2 separate regions of the Mus musculus genome follow, and region 1 is linked to region 2. The links are chromatin contacts, called in public HiChIP or PLAC-seq maps. All regions are on one chromosome and are shown on one strand. The core of a region is the stretch at or near the end of the contact, and the rest is flanking DNA. Distances in the headings are between cores, read along the strand shown. Region 1 has its middle 45 kb from the start of Arl14. Region 2 overlaps Ppm1l (protein phosphatase 1 (formerly 2C)-like).

The links. HiChIP or PLAC-seq counts read pairs in DNA pulled down with a chosen protein or histone mark.
Region 1: a contact with region 2 is called in a BATF HiChIP or PLAC-seq map of CD8 T cells, with 5 read pairs. The contact joins two enhancer-like sites. A contact is called at or near these places in 1 of 15 datasets of contacts at CTCF or cohesin (the NIH/3T3 cell line) and 1 of 115 datasets of contacts at active chromatin or transcription factors (CD8 T cells).

What each region holds. Positions count from the first base shown.
Region 1 is chr3:69,175,589-69,179,017 of GRCm38.p6, forward strand. No RefSeq gene overlaps it. Among named protein-coding and RNA genes, the nearest start is that of Arl14, 45 kb to the right of the region's middle. Within about 2 kb of position 2,018, at least 72 of the 459 cell types and tissues checked have an H3K27ac peak or open chromatin away from gene starts, as enhancers often do. A contact at or near this core is called in CD8 T cells, where this site is marked.
Region 2 is chr3:69,437,958-69,441,662 of GRCm38.p6, forward strand. All of the region lies in intron 1 of Ppm1l (protein phosphatase 1 (formerly 2C)-like), which reads left to right. Among named protein-coding and RNA genes, the nearest start is that of Gm52607, 22 kb to the right of the region's middle. Within about 2 kb of position 2,429, at least 62 of the 459 cell types and tissues checked have an H3K27ac peak or open chromatin away from gene starts, as enhancers often do. A contact at or near this core is called in CD8 T cells, where this site is marked.

The DNA.
Region 1 (3,429 bases), core at 768-3,267, 260 kb before region 2:
TCACATAGTGAGTTTTTTAAGGTTTCTATGCTCTAAAGAAGTCGTTTTTTTTTTTTTTTTTTATAATTACCCAAGGGCTGGCCTGATAGCTTAGTGCTTGCCGCCAAGCCTAAGGACTTGAGTTTGATGCCTGGCACCCGCTAGGTGGAAGGTAAGAAGTGACTTATGCAAGTTGTCCTTTGGCCTTCTTATGCATATGGCAACACATGTGAAAACCCACTCCCCAAGTAAGTATAATTTAACCAATTTAACATATTGCAATGTGATTGAATTGCCTAGAGTGATATTAAAAATCGATTTGTGGGTCCCACTGTAGATACCCTGATTCAGTACGATAGGAGAGAGGCCCAAGAATACACACAGTAAGCTTCACGTTGTGGCGCATCCCTGTGTGCCTCTCATCCCTCATGGTACCAGAACAGTAAGGTATACTACCAAGTGACACAGAAATCGGATGCTTACTGCAGCCAGCCTAACTTCCCTCCCTGTGCCAGAGTCTCTGTGGACCACTCTGCTTCACTGCCCCTAGTGAAAGGCCAGCAATACCCACCCCCAAATCAGAAGCTACAGTGGGGATCTCCTCTTGACTTTCTCTCTTCTCTTTATTTAGAAATGTATTCTTTATTTGTGTATGTGTGTATGGATGTGTATGTGTGTGTATATATGTGTGTGTGTGTATGTATGTATGTGTGTGTGTATGTATGTGTATATATGTGTGTGTGTATGTGTGTGTGCAGAAGCCAGAAAAGAGTGTTGGTTATCCTGGAGCTAGATGTACAGGGAGTCACGAGCCATGCATGGTGGGTGCTGGGAACCAAACACTGGCGCAAGGGCCCTGACAGCTGAGCCATCTCTCTCTTCAGCCCCCTTTCTCTGTCAATGTCTTCCGTTTACTCCCCAACATTAATATGTGTGAGACAATTGTGAACAATGCATGGCAGAATGTAGTTGAAAAATTGTATTTTAGGAGTTCAAAGAAAGGCAATTAAGAAAGGCTCTTGGTGGAACCGAAACGTGAGCTTAACCTTGACAGAGGCTGGTATTTGGCCGGCCTAGCCAAGTCAACATCATGGACAAGGCCCAGGAAGCATGCCAGAGGAGACACAGACTTGAAAGAACGGTGTGATACAGGTCATAAGGGAAGACTCAAATACACAATTCATTTATTTAGTAAGACACGGCAGGGTATTGATGGTTTTATAATGATTGAAGGTTTTAACTGTGGAGGCCACCTAGTATGCATCACTGGAAATTCCAACCTGAACAATCTGTGGCTAGGCTCCTCCTTCGCAGCCTGAAATGTGTCTCATTCACACCCTAAGTCACATTTAGGGGTTCTTACCTCAGTGTGCCTGTGGAAGTTTGGTCTCATAACGTTCTGCTCACTTGCTTAAATTTTCAAACGTAGAGACACTTCCACCACTCACAGCAGTAACTCTAGTTTTCCAGCTAATCTTTAGATTTTAAAAATGACATTTAGAAATGTGGGTGCTGGGGTACGGTGCACAGGTGGAGGCCGGAAGATAGCCTGCAGGGTCTGTTCTCTCCTTACACCAGGCGGGTCTCGGGGCCTTCCTGAGGTCCTCAGGTTCTCGTCCTCGCTCCATGCCCTCTCATTCTTTCCTCCGTACCTTCTCCATATTGGATCACCTAAACCTAAACTAGATTTACAGGTCCCCCCATCCCCCAATCCACTTAGTTTTCTTTTGCTTGCTGTTCAAACTCACCAGAACACTCAGTGACAGATGGCTTTCCTCCCAGCAGTCCTTCCTCACGGTTCGGCTCACACGTGACTCATAGATCGTCTCAGAATTATGAGAAAGGTGCATTCCTTATCTGAAGAAGGGGACAGTAACGCTGTCCTCTATGTTCTGTGTGTAACCCATGTGCCTCAGCGTGTGCCTCAGTCTTCGCCAGAGAAACACAGAGGCCAGGTTCGACCTCTTTACAGGGATCTGTGGCAGAGTGTGCACTCCTGGGTGCCTGTCATGCCACCATGTGGTTCCCACCATCGTGACATGCCCTTGTCTCTCGGTTCGCCTTCCTTCTTGGCCACAAAGCAGATGTGTTTGTGCTCTGTGGTTTATGGGTGTTTTGTTCTTTAGTATTGTTCATCTCCCAGAACAAAGCTCGAGCCCAGAGGCTGATCTCAACAGATCACAGGAACACCCATCCAGCTGCCATAACCCTCTCTTTGATCTCTTCCTGGTGCCACAAATCAAGCAACTGACTCACGGGGGAACAAACAGAATCTTGCATTATACTGCATTATTTATCTTGATGATTAGCTTATTTTTAATACTTTGGACATTTTCAGACACGCATGTAATACATTTTTATATTTGCCTTTTGTCCTCCTGCTCCCATGGATTCTCTTCTTCTTTCTGCATTGTGTGTGTGTGTGAGTGTGTGCATGAGTGTGTGTGAGTGCATGCATTCATGAATGTATGTATATGAGTGTGCAAGCATGCATGCATTCATCAGTGTGTGTGCATGAGTGTGTGAGTGTATGCATTCATAATGTATGTGCATGAGTGTGCATGAGTGCATGCATTCATCAGTGTGTTCTTTTCTTAATGAGTTTGATTACTGTTGCCTACTTGAGCATGGGTGAGGGGTCATTTTGAAAGCCTGGGTAACTTTCCTGAATGAAATATTTTCCACTCCCTGGCTCTAGTTGATTTTGTAAACTTTGGGCAGATTTAACAGTTTCTACAAGTTTTTCAGAAATTTGGAAAGGACGGCAGGAACCTTTCCCTAGTCCTTTTGTTTCTCACCTTCCCACAGTGGCCTAATGCGTTCGGGACTGTGGTTTCCGGGGTCTTTATTCCAACACATGAGTCGTCAGCATTTAAATGCCACCAAAATACCAAAGCATTCAGAACACACCAGTGACGTTCTCTCCATTCATTGAAAATGCCTTTGATCACATGCTCGGTGCCAAACAATGCTGTAAGCACCAGGATTACAGCAGTGAACAAGGCAGCCCGAAGCTCAAGCGTTCTGTATGCGCTCACAGATGAGAAAGCAAATCAGCAAACATACAATTTCAGAGACTGATAAGTGCTATTGTATTAATTAGGGTTCCCCAGGGGAGCAGAATGAATAGAAAGGATATGTGTATAATTACAGAAGGAGGTTTATTGTATTCGCTTGTATGATCAGAGGCAGAGTGATCCCTCAGTGGGCATCTGCAGGCAGGAGAGTTGCTCATCTCAACAAGCTGGGGGCCTCAGAAGAAACACCACCAGTGCTACAGTCTCGAGTTAAAGCAGCTGAGTTTGTGGCAGAGCATCAGCTGATCCATCGCTCAGGAAGGACACAGCTTGCATATGCTAGCTAGCTCTGTCCTTCCTCAACTCCCGTCCCATCAGCCTTCAGCCTATTGGATGATACCACCCACACGGATGCTGGGTCTTCCATCCCCTG
Region 2 (3,705 bases), core at 1,179-3,678:
TTCCAAACCTCTGGATGGAGCTTTATCATAAAATTTTACTGCTGTGGAGAAGGAGGTTTCATTGCTATTAGATTAACAATAGTCCAAACTGTACTGTTCCCAAATATGTCTTCCAACTACTTCATATTCCTGAGGAAATAATGTCTTGTGGATTTATTTATTTATTTTCCTAAGCACAGAATCTGCACTTAAATTCGTGTTATTTAAATTTTCTATCAAATGCCCCTTTGAGCAGTATAAAAACCTCTCCTAAACAGTTTCCGTTTTTAACTGAAAGCAACTCCCAAGGAGCCAGTATCAACTCTTGAGTCAGTCAGATTGACTTTGAGCATTTTGAGTATGGCGAAGTCAACACTCTCTTTTCTTCCTCTTGCCTGTTCCTACCCCCTACCCCCACCCCAGCCCATCTGCTTCAGTCCGTGTCCAGAGATCCCTTTCTCTGTCTTCTTAGTCATATTCAACATCCTTTCAAATCCATTGACAGTAGGGTATGGGTGTAGTAAAATTCAGTGTCCCTTCACAGTAGGATACCATGCCTTTGGCTTACTTCATGGTAATTGTTGAATTGTTGAACACTTGATTGCATCTGTTTCTTAATGAAGAGGGCAGCTTAGTGTTCCTCCAACTATTCAGAAGCTTTTAAAAATAGGCTTCTCTGAGGTAATGTTTTCTCTCTTAAAATATGACTGCATACTCATTAACTAGGTATTAACGAATACTGTGCTTTTATGCTGCAAATTATAGGAATCAGACAACAAAGGTTTTATTTTTAATATGAAGAAACGTGATAAGTGATATCTGTTACTTTTGTTGTATTTTACTTCTAATAAGGCTCTGACTCCAAGAGATGGTACTGGACTTTTGGGTTTTGTTATTGTTGTTTTCTTCCTTTCTTCCCCCTCTCGTTCTCTCTCATTTCCAAGTATGGTCATCCACAGACATTCGTCCAGAACTATAGCAGTAGAATCTGAACATGCCTCTCTGGGAAGGAACGTGGTTCTATCTGCTGTAGATAAAAGTGTGTAAAGAGCCCACGTCATTGCTGTCCCCAGCTTACTTTGATGCACGCTCGAAGGTTACTTTAAATAACTACAATTAGTTTAAAAATGACAACGGGGGTGGGGGTGGGAGTTCATTTTGTCCTGCAAGAGTCTGTCATGTTCTTGTCTGTTTCATTCATCAAAACTTTGTGATCTTTAGCCTTCAGATTTATACTATGTCCTCAGCAGGGTTCAGGGATGGAGGGAAAGGAGGGGAAATGTTCAAACAGAAACTAAATATAGGGATCCTATATTAATCATGGTGTGAAGCACATTCTACTTTTTTGTGACTTCCTCATTGAATGTCAGACGCCGTGTGGGTTGCTGCACTTAATCACCGTGCGCTGGCACAGAGTAGGCTGCTGCCAGCTGTAATCCTAGTAATGGTAGATCTTAGAGCATTTGGCTTGGCAATTTATTTAAATGCATGCTTAAGACTTTAGGTTTACTTTATTGAATTATAATTTACATACAATAAAGGGCAAGCATTTGACAAGTTACGTGAGTTTTGGTATATACATTTATGCACTGCCATAAGCAAGCTACCAAAAGGGATAGAAGAGGATTGACGGGGAAAGAAATGCTGGCAATAAACGCGGGTTTGTTTTTTTCATGGCTTTGAAGTCAGTTACTGTATGTGTTGTACTGTGAAATGCTACTGTTAAAGCTCCTTGCTACAAGATACTCTCCTAGTGAATTATGTGAAATTCATGAAGGATAGTTGTATTTCATGATATGTAACAAGAAATGTTAATGTCCTATGTCTTTTAAAATATGAAACATATACACTCAGAACTCCATGCACCACAGTATAGGGTTGTGCTAAATGATCTCACGTGTCCTGAATAAAGCTGCCAGTATCCATCTAACTTTTTCAAGTTTCCTTTCCTTTCCCATTAAAAAACCTTTGTTTGAGACCGGCTTTTATGTATCCCAAGCCGGACTTGAACTCACTCTACAGACAAGGATGGCCAGGAATTATGATCTTCTTGCTTCCAACCCCTGAGTGCTAAGAGTACTGATGTCTGCCACCCTGGCTAGCTATTAACATGGTGGGGATTGAACCCAGAGTTCTGTACATATTAGGCAAACACTCTGTCAACTGAGTTACATCTCCACTCTCATAAGTTTTAAAAGATAAAAATAATGGCCCCCAAATTCAGTTACTTGTGGTGTTGCTATTGCTGTTGTTCCCCCAGAGTATGATTGGAGGAATGGTGGCCCATCAGGAGAACATCACTTTAATGTTTCCCACCTCCAACTGGCAGTGTGCTGTGTTCCTGTTTTGCTAAAGGAACTGCTAACTTGCTGTCTAAGGAAGGGTTCAGGGATATAGAGGATAAGGGGAGGAACTAGCCTGAGCCTAGAGTTACTCAGAGCTGGCGTGAGTCCCCACGTTGCCACTTGCTATCATTTGACAAGTTGTTCCACTTTCTAAAGCCTCAATTTATTCATCTAAATAGAGGGATGACACAATTCCGATCCATCAAGAATTTACCATCCAAATGCGGGATGAAATTGGAAGAAAATGACTGTTGTCTAAAGAGAAATTCAAAGTGATGGGGCGTTTTAAAAAAGAGAGGGAGAAACCAGGCAGTTGCAGACAATTAAAGGGCTTCATAGCAAAGCTATGTTCAGTAGTGGGGAGCTCTGTATGATTAATTAGACTTTACAATTGAAACCTTCTCAGTGGGCTACAGCTTTAAGTAGAACAAGCAGTAGATGCCACACTTGCTGACCTGACAGCATAACGCAGTGGTCTACAAATGTAGTGGGCAGAAACTCATGGCTCTCCTGGGACCTGGGGTGCAGGGATTTGTAGCTGCTGAAACCTACTACAAAGGACAGAGGATTGGAAAGCAATGACACTGAAGAAATGACAAGGGGCCTCATTTCTCCATAGACAGTAGAGATTAGCCAGATGTTTGAGCTCTGCCCCTGTGGTTCGAGGAACCCCGCGGAGCTGATGATGCTAACGTTGTTCATAGTGACTCTTCAGTGACTAATGCGCTTACTAACCACTGTGAAGCCACTTCCTAGTAAACAGGGGTTGAGTAGGTGAGCTTTAGCTGAATGGTCTCTAAAAGCTGATCACTGCAGCAGAGCACTAGTGCCAGGGATTTAATCCAGCCCAGAGCCTCCATACCATGGAACAGGGCCATTTTCATGCTGTTTTAGGGTTTCCTGAAGTACTAGGGAAAGAAAGTGTGACAGATAAGATCTTGTATACCATTAAACCAAGTGACAACCCGGTATCGTTATTAAAAACTTTCCAGAAGTTTATTGAGCTAAGAAGTAGTGTTAAGTCTCAGAGAAGCAATTCAGTGTGTGGTAGTTCTGATTTCTGGACCTCAGCTTCCAGAGCATGACTTGACACCTCCCAAAAAGACACTCTCTTTCCATGAGCAAGGTACTGGTGGTCTGTTCCTCTCAGTCACCTTTACCTTATCCTTTTGAATCAACCTGTAGATGGGTGGGGATGGCAGGTCTGGGGGAGGATAGGAGTAGTGTAGGCCCCTTGGCAATTCTGGTGGGCTTCAGGATGCCCAGAAACCCTTCTCAGCCCTTCTCCAGCCTCTTCTTTCCTGTCCCACCTCCTTTACCGGCCTGACCTAAGGTATTAGAAATCCTTCTTTATCACTTGTATGAACAGTTAATTAAGGTC